2 separate regions of the Rattus norvegicus genome follow, and region 2 is linked to region 1. Evidence: chromatin contacts called from public Hi-C data. All regions are on one chromosome and are shown on one strand. The core of a region is the stretch at or near the end of the contact, and the rest is flanking DNA. Distances in the headings are between cores, read along the strand shown. Region 1 overlaps Ppp3ca (protein phosphatase 3 catalytic subunit alpha). Region 2 overlaps Emcn (endomucin).

Evidence for each region. Hi-C and Micro-C count contacts between places; a contact is called where the count stands out from the background.
Region 2: a contact with region 1 is called in a Hi-C map of Schwann cells, with 2.9 times the contacts expected there. The contact joins two enhancer-like sites. A contact is called at or near these places in 2 of 12 Hi-C or Micro-C datasets (the Rat2 cell line and Schwann cells).

Annotation. Positions count from the first base shown.
Region 1 is chr2:228,013,545-228,019,246 of GRCr8, reverse strand. All of the region lies in intron 2 of Ppp3ca (protein phosphatase 3 catalytic subunit alpha), which reads right to left. Among named protein-coding and RNA genes, the nearest start is that of Ppp3ca, 180 kb to the right of the region's middle. Within about 2 kb of position 3,941, at least 5 of the 93 cell types and tissues checked have an H3K27ac peak or open chromatin away from gene starts, as enhancers often do. A contact at or near this core is called in Schwann cells, where this site is marked.
Region 2 is chr2:228,626,573-228,631,958 of GRCr8, reverse strand. Emcn (endomucin) reads right to left here. Exons shown (of 12, transcript NM_001004228.1): 6 at 1,522-1,614; 7 at 1,232-1,285; 8 at 1-46. Among named protein-coding and RNA genes, the nearest start is that of Emcn, 65 kb to the right of the region's middle. Within about 2 kb of position 2,653, at least 32 of the 93 cell types and tissues checked have an H3K27ac peak or open chromatin away from gene starts, as enhancers often do. A contact at or near this core is called in Schwann cells, where this site is marked.

The DNA.
Region 1 (5,702 bases), core at 2,692-5,191:
GTGGTGTTGTCACAGGTACAGGCTAGGCATCGCACATGCTAGGGCAATCCTCTGCCTCTGAGGATTCCCATCCTCCCCTAATGCCTTTGAAGTAATTTCTCTTACAGAGTTTTTAAATTCTCTAGAAAAATGACATTAATGTGAAATTGTAGCTGTGGGTCAAACATTAAGTCTATTGCATTGATTTTCTAATGAATTCTGCAGAGTACACTCATATTTCACTAAGACGATAGCAAATCCTTCCTCTTTATATGTTATTAGTTAACAGCCCCCCCTTTTTTTTTTCAGAGATAATGACAATTGGTAATCACTCAATTCCTGTCTGCTGAAGGAGATTGCCTACAGATCTGTTCCTGTTGCTCTGCATGATTCATATTAATGTGCATCTACCTTGGTTCTGAGAGAGAAATCTAGAACCAACGCCTCAATCATACTCCATACTCTTCAACATACACACACACACACACACACACACACACACACACACGCACGCACGCACACGCACACGCACACATACACACATGCACACACACATACACACACACACACACACACACACACACGCACACATGCACACAAGCATACACAGTGTTCTTCAAGACCTACAGTTTAGCAAACACACAATGGACCCTATGTGCATGCTGTCACATTCATAACAGGGGTGTACTACGTGACTTGCTCAGCTCAGTGTCACTCAATAGCCTGTCAGGCCCTGAGGACACATTCCTCTTACCCATTCTCTGTCTTCTATGGAAAAGGCACATTAACTCGGCCATGGAGAAAGAAAGAAACAAACAAAACAAACACCCTATTCCCTAACTTCAGTTTTCTTCAGGGAAAAAAAAACTTGATTTTTCTGGTAAAAGTTCAATACATCTGTGCTCAGATCATAAATACTGCGTTATCATCAATGAGGAATGACATTAGCCTTGCTGTGTAGAGCTTACTGTGCAGTTCCAAAAACATTCAGTTTCAATGTATACAACTGCAGAATTATGGGCCTTGCTGCCTCTCAATCTACAGACACGTGTTTCTTTGAGGCACATGTTTGAAATAAATATAAATACTATTATCTGTCTCTAGCATTCTTCTCTCATAAAAGAAGCCAAAGTAGGTAGATTTAATGGTCTGAGCCTGGGTATCTGAGAGACTTCTTTTAATAGTACTTTGCTGTTAAACAGTACAAAGTTGTTTGGTTTTGTTGCTCATGATCCAAAAAGAGAGGCCAAGACCTAATGGAAACAGAGATAAGAAAATCTCGAGATGACAAGATAAATGTTTCTTAAGTCTACACAAAAACTCTACGGGGCCTCCTATTGGAAGTGAGGAAAAGACAAGGTCCATAATGTCTGTTCTACAACAGCTCACTCTCAACCCTCAACGTCCCTCTCACCTAGTTCCCTTCTTTGCTACATGGCCCAGTACCCATGCGATCCTCAGTTAAGAGGCCAACATTCACCTCAGCCTCAGGCATGTCTTTGCTGTCCCTTTTCAGTCTCATGTAGTTCCATCAACCCCATCCTCATCTTTTTTTATGTCTCCAGGGCATCCGTTACACTCTATTAAGCAGAAACATGCACATGTGAGTGTCTGAGACTGTACACTAGTGGATGTGGGGGAGTGTTCATCCATGTGAACATGTATGGAGGCCAGATTCTGATTTAGGGTGTCTTCCCCTGTCATTCTCCACTTTGTGACAGTCCTAGCACCCAGCTTTTACATGAACAGTAGACATCCGAGCTCGGATTCTCATGTTTGCAATGCCTTAACTACTGTATTATTATCCATCGACATTTAATCCGTTTGCTTGTCTCTTTGGACTAGAACATAATTTCAGAGGTTAGAGTCTCCTATATTCATTCCAAATAACAGCAATCAGTGACCATGTTAGAAAGATTCTGGAATGAATGAATGATTGAATGAATGCCGAATTTGTATCTATGACACAAAGGAGTTCATACGATTTATCATCTCTACTGGGTTGAAGGGCAGCACTACGTGACATAAGTGTAGTCCTGATAAGTAAAATAGTATACCTGTCAAGCATTTGAGATCAACTAGAAGAAATAAGACAGGCAAAAAGGAGTCATGGTGGACTGTAACTTGGCTGGCCTTAAAAAGAAAGGAGGTAGCACATTTAAGGTCTTGATCAGAATCTTAGCATGGAAGGAAAATACACTAGATGGTGAGACTTCATGCTCCCTGAATATCTACAGAAAGCTGTGAAGAAGCAGAGAATTTGATAGCTACTGATTTGTACTTGGTGCAATTTCCCACTAGGAGTCTGGAGATAATGTGACTGCTTGTCTGTAGCTGACCTTGACATACAAGGTGGTGGTGAGCCTGTGTGGCCCCGAAGGCAGTGACAGTGGCTGGGCAGTGGAGACCATGAGAAAGGAGAGAGCCATGCATCCAGGAAACACGCACGGTAGACATTGGACCTGTACTGTAAAGTCTACCTCTCAGGATTTCTGTGATGGGTCCCACACTCATCACCTGCTTAACATCACCCTCTCATTCTCCAGAGAACTTCCATGACACTTTCATTCGAACTAGACACAGACTTAGAAGGCATGGCATACAAGCTCGGTACCGCAAGCACTGGAGAGGTTGAGCAGGACTGCAGTTAGTGTAAATCCAGTCTTATTTCCACAGTAAGCTTGAGGCTAGCCTGTGGTGTAGTGAGAGGGCCTGTCTTATACAAGAAAAAATCCAAAACATACATAATCAGAAAGAAAGAAAGAAAGAAAGAGAGAGAGAGAGAGAGAGAGAGAGAGAGAGAGAGAGAGAGAGAGAAAGAAAGAAAGAAAGGAAGGAAGGAAGGAAGGAAGGAAGAAAGAAACAAAGAAACAAAGAAAGAAAGGAGGGAAGGAGGGAGGGAGGGAGGGAGGGAGGGAGGGAGGGAGGCATCATCATATTATCCTGTCTAATACATTTTCCCATAAAGAGGCAGCTAGAGATTCAAGAATCTAAGTGCATTGTCAACAGTTGATGGCCAAAATGCCTCAGTCCATGATAACCAGGGGTGACATTCTCTAGTCATGACTGATGTGAGAACTCTGGATATAGATCATGACCCCAGCGCTGATCTTGGTATATGTTAGGATACCACTTCCCAGGCCTCTTTTACAGATGCTCTTCAGGAAGGTTCTAGATCATTTCCAGGTCCATTCTGCACATTGTTTAATTTCTTCTACACAAGAGGCGGGAACCATATTTTTCATTTACTGATTCACCTGTTATTACAGACCCCTTCCATTTCATACAATCTTCCAGTGTTCTTGTTTTCACAAAACATATCTAAGCCTTCTGTTTATTTCTAACTTCTACAGACTTTGTTCCACTTATCCAAAAACATCTGCCTTTATTTATGGTTAAAAAATATTAACTATGGAGCTGGAAAAAGAGCTCAGCAATTAAGAGCACCGGCTGCTCTTTGAGAGGCCCAGAGTTTAATTCCCAGAACCCATACAGTGACTCACAATCATCTGTAACTCCCGATCCAGGGGATCTGACATTCTCTACCAGCCTCTGCAGGCACCAGGCACACATATGGGCCACAGACATATGCAGGCAATACATCAGTGCATATATAATAAAAACAATAACATTAAAAATATACATTTTAAAAAGTCTTTGCTCATCCCCGTGATGCACTTTTGCTGTAGATAGAGGTCACTTAGCAAGCAAACTACTCAATGAGTCATCACCTCCTCAACCTCTGTGATCCTTGACTCCCTGGAACAGGACACCCTGCTCAGCTACTCTACTCCATTTCTAGGGGCGAAACCAAGGCTTCAGGTCCAGCAGGCACTCGGCAGTCCTTTCCCCTCACCTTCCGCTAACACCATCCTTCCTGTTCCCCTCACTGGCCTAGCCTCTGACCCTTCTATTTTCAACAAATGCAATCTTAGCCCAGCTGTGTCATCACTCAGCCATTCCCTTCTTAATTACATCATGCATTTGCGTGGTTTCCTGCTTGTTACCCACAACAGCCAGTGACATTGAGCATTCTAAGTCAGAATTCACAGTGGACTCTAAACCAGATCTCTTTTTTATTGCCGGTGGTAGGGTGCTCCAGAAAATTCAAGCAGCTGTTGTATGTGGGTAACTCTGGGTGGCCCGCTTAGATTCCTGTTGTATCAGATGAATCTGTTGTCTTTTAGACAGACTTGCCCTGGTATACACAGTGTCTTGGGTGGTGACATAATTATCTGTCTAGTCACATAAACCAGAAAGTTGAAAACTATCCTAGATTTCTCTTTGGGCCCATCATCAGCCTCCTTGGACATTTTAATGTCTATTAAATTCGATGTGCTTTAAAAACTGTGATGTCACTCTTCATGTCTGGACCCCTGCATGATATTTTCTGCGTGTTCAGCCTTCGATCTTGTACCTTAGCATGTTCCATTCAAGGGGCCCAAATCAGTGAAGCATAATAACAAAAACACAACATACATGCATGCCTTTCCCTTTCAGTGGTTTGGACTGTCTGTGTGTAATGAAGTTCCAACGATATACAGCAGAGTAAATGAGATTTTCCCCGTTAAAAGCCCATCCCCACCTCCTCCCTGCCCCAAAGTCACCAAATCCCATGCCTGCCCTCAGCCCCAATAGTTTTCAAATGTAGAAAGTTCAAACCTCTCTACTCCTTAGGCTACAATACTCTAGACAGCTTTTTCTATTACCCCAGTGATCTGGGTAAGCACCCACTCACCATTTAATCCTCAGATCGGATTGGAGGCCAGTTCCCTTTGAAGATTTCTCACAGAGCTCCTGCTTTGAGCCCTTTATCCCTTGCAAATGTGTCCTCAGAGTTCCACACACTTTACATTAAATATATTTAAAAATTCTCTCCTCCATTATCCTTATGGAGGTCTTGCAGGAAGAGAATATGTACATGGTGTGTATCCCTTTTCCAAATGCCAGGGATCAGAGGTATCTAGATTTTAATATGCACACACAATTTGCACACTGAGATATTGCGGGGAAAATGCCAAGTCTAAACATTAAATACAACGATGTTTTATGTTAATATTGTATTTTTTTGATGTCTGTTTCTGTTTTAGTTGTTTTATTTTGAGACAGGGCCTCTTGATGTAGGAATCTCCTTTGTCAGCTTCCTGTGTACCAGGATTACAGGTGGATGAAACCATGCTGGTCTCTGCTTCGGTAAGCATGTGGACTGCAATTTATCACCTAATGTTACATGCCAAATATGTCACTTAACGGTGTTACATAGTCACTCAAAGTTTCAGAGTTTGGAGCATTTCAAATTTCATATATTGATCTATGGATGTTAACTACCGTATAAACCAGGATCTGTGCCTGTAGATCCTAGAAATTTGAATAATACATTGTTTTAGCCAAGTAAAAGAAGGCCTATCCTATTGAGTTTCCCCTCAAATCTTCTGGATGTGCTCTAAGCTTGGCTGCTAAGGCCACAGAAGCTGTTGCCATGGTTACACTCAGGGATGCTCCTCTGAATGATGAAAAGTGTATGCAAAGTTCTGTGCATCCTTTTATAAGCAGGGCTTTCCAGAATTACTTGGTAAGTTAAGGTCTGAAATATATTTACATCCAAGGTTAGACACAGCAGTAAACTCCTGATCCTAGCACTTGGGAGATGGGGACAGGATTGGGATTCCAGGGTCGTCCTTGAGACATGGTGGCTTCAAAGCCAGCTTGGGCTACATGGGCTT
Region 2 (5,386 bases), core at 1,404-3,903, 610 kb before region 1:
AAGACTGTTATAACAATCAGCGCGATAACCACGGGCAAAATAACACCTGAAAAGTATTGGGAACATCGTCAGCTCCAGTGGTGCTGATTCCATACAGATAGACCACACCGGACAGAACATGTGTGCTTTCTTCTTTAAACAACATTTTATCAAACCACTAGTATATTTCAGGCAATAATTAATATGATTTATGGGTTTGCTCTGCTTGTCATTTCTGACATATCCACTTGATGTCACCCTTGTAGCCTTTCTTCAACAGACTACCAAACCTCAGAGAGATGGCTTCCCATCTTCCGGGTGGCTGGGGGAGTAAGGAGAAAGACTAGAGGAAACAGTTCTCTTTATTATATCTATATATATTTTTGTATTTTATTGTAATAAAGTTACTTGAAAAAATACAGCTTACTGGGTGGTTCTAATTCAAAGGCTGAGACTTGCAAATATCTTTTCATCGTGTTGCCTTGAAGATAGAAAATGTGCAAAGGAGCATAAACAGATGGATGAAATAGCTTTTTAGAAAGTCTAAAACATAGCTTGAAATAGGTGTGACATTATTAGCTCTTCAGAAAGAAAGTGGCATTTATCAGTGGGTCAGTTCTTTTTGTGATTCCTTAATTAATGAAATGCTTTTTACCGACACCAAAGATACTCATTTGTACCTCCAGCTTCCCACACGTTCACCTTACTGTTACTTACTATAACTATTGAGTATCTTGAGTATTCTTTACTCAGACTTAGCACATCTGTGAGGTGTTATATTCTTAGACATGTTTATGTTAAAACGAAATTAACTGCAACCGATATGATAAAATTTCATCAAGGTTAAAAAAAGCATTGTTTTTATTATTGGTTGCTGTAGGAATATTTAATTGACAAAGGAAGGCGTACGGCATGATGATTTGCATAAAAGTTATTAGCGTGGAGATTTTGCCTTAGTTGAATACACTCCCATTAAGCTTTTAGTTGCCTCTTCTGGTGATTGCTTACCACAGGACAAAAGTGGAAAAGAAACAGAAAGAGAAATTTAAAAAAAAAAAAAGAAAATGGCCACAGTGTGGTAACTAAGATCAGGCTTATGAGGAATTTTTAAGCAGGCTGTAGTGAGGATGACAATGGAGTCACATGTTGAGTAAAGTTGGGAACAGGCTATCCACAGCCCCATTCCTTCATTGTTCTCACTCACATATTCTGTGTGTCTGTTTCCAGGAATGGAAATACATATGCTACTCACTGGAATAGGAGGGGGTGGTTGATGTAGTGGCTGTGATCTTCCCATCCTCAGTATCTGTTATTTTGAGAAAGAACATAGCTAAAGTCACCTTTGATAAATATGATAATCCACATAACCCTCCCTCTGCTCCCATTTAAGGATATATTCATGATTTATCGTTATGATGTCGCAAATGCAAAATTTTCTCTCACCCTGCAAGAGTGTGTCTCAAAAATGAAGATGGATAGTATTTATTCCATAAAGAAGAGTGAAGTAGAAGAAGTTTCCATCTAGATACACAAAAATCATACCCTGAATCTGTGAGATGGTTTTTGCAGTTGTTAGCGATGCAGAGGGCGTCTCGGTCGTCTTTGGTTTTTGGTCATCTGGCAGTTGATTGGTACCTGTAGGAAAATCACAAACCCAGGCTCAGTTTAGGCACCGAGACTTCAGTATTGGGTTTCTTTGAAGATTTAAACAGTCTGCATTTTGAAAGATCTGGGAAAACACTTTATTTCTGTATAAGAGAGATGCATGAAATGGTAATGCTGAACTTGACATCACGTATTTCTTCTGGAAAGATAGCAGACTTTGGCACCACGTGAACTGGATATCGACATTACGTCATCCGGAGAACTGCCTAAGAAAATGTGAGCAAGTCTCATATTCTGGTCCCCATTTCACAGAACCAAAAGCATGAGGTTCTTGTGAGATGTCAATCTACGATAAACACTAACCACACGTCAGATATTTTTGACCTTGGTAAATGCTATTTTGTCTATCACACATGCTTAACATAGATATAAATGTAGAAAGCTTCTGATTTTATGTTATTTTCCAATGGTCGAAGATAAAAGATCACTACGTAGCCTTTGATAAGAAGTCCAGGAGAAATGGTAGAGACTCCTTGATTTCCCTCCATAAGTTGCTACAACTGTATGAGCATCTTCCATTGAATAATGACTGGTAGATTGTATCATTGATCATGATCTTTTCTTCCTTTAAGGAAAATGTTCTTTCCTTATTTAATCAGAGGACTAAGCAGATTATTATTAATAATAAAAATTATTAAAATTTTAAATATAAGACAACATAGATTAATATATGTGACATAAAGCACTGCATTTCACTGTCTTTGTATCATGGCTGCTGGCTCATCCTTCCACAAAGCTCCCAGAGTGCAAAAGGCCTCAACATCCCTCCCACCAATTCCTGCCTTAGCCAGTGGGCACTAAACAAGACTGACTGCTTCCCTGCACCGACAAATCCATTTTGCTGAGGATCCCGTAGAGGTGTTGAGACCCTGCATAATGGCACCAGAGAGATTAATATTTCTAGGGCTGCGCCATGGCTCCTTTCTCCTCTGCCACCCACAGCATAGCACACGCTGCATGCTCTGTGGGGGCAGAATCATGTTGGGAGTCGACACTCTGCTTGCCAGGCAAGAGATATGTGGGAAGGAGCTGGATACATGCCCATAGGAACAAAGAGAAATGTCAGGCTAGTGCACAAAGCAGGGGGGAAAACGAAAAAAGGAAAAAAAATATTAAGCAAAAGTGCAGGAGCTAGCCGAGAGCTCTGTACTGTTAGTTTTGTTTTCCTGTGTCAAGGGCTGTGTGGGGGTGAATAGTCTTTTGGGTGTTTAGGTACAGGACAAGATGGCTTGCTGAATAACCAGTGCTTGTTCAATTTAGAACAGCTAGTTTTCAAGACTCCCTATACTCCCTCATTACCTCCTTATTTTCAGGCCAAGGGTGGACTGAGGACTCTTTCTGATTCAAGCTACGCCACCCCAAGCTTTCTGTAGAAAAGCTGATTTGATTGTCCAGGGTCAGTGGTTACCACTGTGAGTCAAAAGATTGCTTTGATAACATTCTTAAGTGAATGGTCAGGGCGGGTGAAGTAGAAACTTCCAAGTTTCTATTTTTGTTTTTCCTGTAACTGGAATTCTTAAGAAATCTTTTCTGACTGGAATGATGGCTCAGTGATTAGGAGCTCTGACTGCTCTTCCAGAGGTCCTGAGTTCAAATCCCAGCAACCACATATTGGCTCACAACCATCTGTAATGGGTTCTGATGCCCTGTTCTGGTGTGTCTGAAGACAGCTACAGTGCACTTATATACAATAAATAAATCTTTAAAAAAACCAAAATAATATCTTTTCTGAATTCAACACCACACACACACACACACACACACACACACACACACACACACACACACACACATCTGTGACTATAACAGAGGGATTCATAGTGTGATCTGATGATCTTGAGCTTCATTTATTGTGTGAAAAATGTGCCACTGCAAATTTCTACCAAAATACCATGGTCAGGGAAGGTCCAGATGAAGACTAATGCGGTAGGTAAGAACATGGTTCTGAAAGCCAGAGTCAAACTCTAACTGCAAAGCTTACTTCCTGTGGAGACTTGACAAGCGATTTAACCTCCTTTTGTCTGATTTTCTTACATGTAAATGGGGCTAGAATAGTTTAACATTATATTGTTGCCATAAAGATTAAATCGACTAGGAGAATAAATGATCCTAGCATAGTTATTTTAAATTATATAACATTATGTAATATAGGCTATATGATATTGTTATAATGTATGATTATGTCTTTTAGGAAGGTAAACTTTTCAACCAAAGGCAGTTTGTCTGATTTCCTAAAAAAATTCAGAGTATAGCCATGTGAAATTGACTTTTCAAACATCTCTGTTTCAGGTGCCTTTAAAAAAAAATGCCTGGAGAAGTCAGGAGTGGGAGAAATTAGAACTCATGCCCTTCTTAGATCACGTGTTTGCACTGGGTCCTGAGTTTCGTGATTCTGTTGGTTAGTGATCTACAGAGGCACTCCATCACAACTTAAATGACTTCAGGTCAAAATTCACATCAAACTATGTGAAGCAAGTTCTCTTAGAGCCAAATCTCTTGCACTGAAATGTGTTCGTGTTTTTCCCATACGTGCTGAGAGAGGCCACGTTCTGGTTTTGAGGACAAGGTTTCATTATACATCTCTGGCTATCCTGGACTCGTTAAGTAAAGGAGATGGCTCAAAACTGCCCCTTCCTCTAGAGTGCTGGGATCAAAGGCATGCAGCACGATGTACACGTTTTTCCTGTAAACTTCATAAGTCGTTTGAACCTTCACTAATAGAAGACTTCAATGATAGCTGAAGAAATCTGAGTTTGACCTGAGAATTGTATTCAAAGGCCTGAAGTTATAGAAATGTAGGTGGCTGTGATTCCCCAGGCTGGATGAAAGTCTGGCCAAGGTGACAATACCGAGAGCCTTAGATACCTTCCAAGATTCTTTTGGGCTGGAGGATTCCCTGATGACCCTTTAATAACTTCCTAAGCATGAATGCCAATCAAGGAGGCTTTTGCCCAGCTCTCCTCTTCTGCCTTCCCCCAACTTACCTTTCTGCTAGTGGCTTCTCCAGCCCCCCACTACATTCATGTATTTATTATTATTTTTATACAAGCGCATAAATATATAAATACAGCCCATTGAGTCCATTTAATGTTGCCTGTATGTTTTGGTGTTTTCCACTTGGTATTAGATAACAAGTACAGGTGCTGATGCTGACACTGGCATCCTGATGTTGAACATCCTGACACCCAAGGAAGGAATGAAGTCTATGCTGGGCTCTCCTTATCAGAAACGAAATGGTGGATTAGAAAAGCAGCCAGAACAACATAGTTCAGATGAGGGCTACTATGTACTATGCTTGCAATTGGTGTAGCTCTGTTGACAGAGGAGAGTACAATGGTAGGAATCCTAGAACTTTCTTCCAGCTTTAAGAATGTAGATTCTTGTCAGATGATGCTTTGCTTTTTCACAGCTCTTTTGTGCATTTTCTGGAGATGTCTATGTTACCAGTAGAACATCAGAGGGGAGTTTTTCTGCCTTTACTTGGTTTAGATAGATTTCTATTCTCCTCAGAGCTTACCTTTGTAAACTGGGACAATTTATACAGGAATGGGAAAGTTTTACCCCAAAGTCATTCACTTTACTTTGGGATATCAATGTGACTAACCTGAGATAGTAACATATGCTTACCTGGACATTATTATGAATTGAGATCTATTCACTTTGGATAACTCTATAGAAATTAATATTAAGGGAGGGTTTCCTCTTCCTTAATCAGTTTAAATAGTTATTAAGTGCCAGGAAT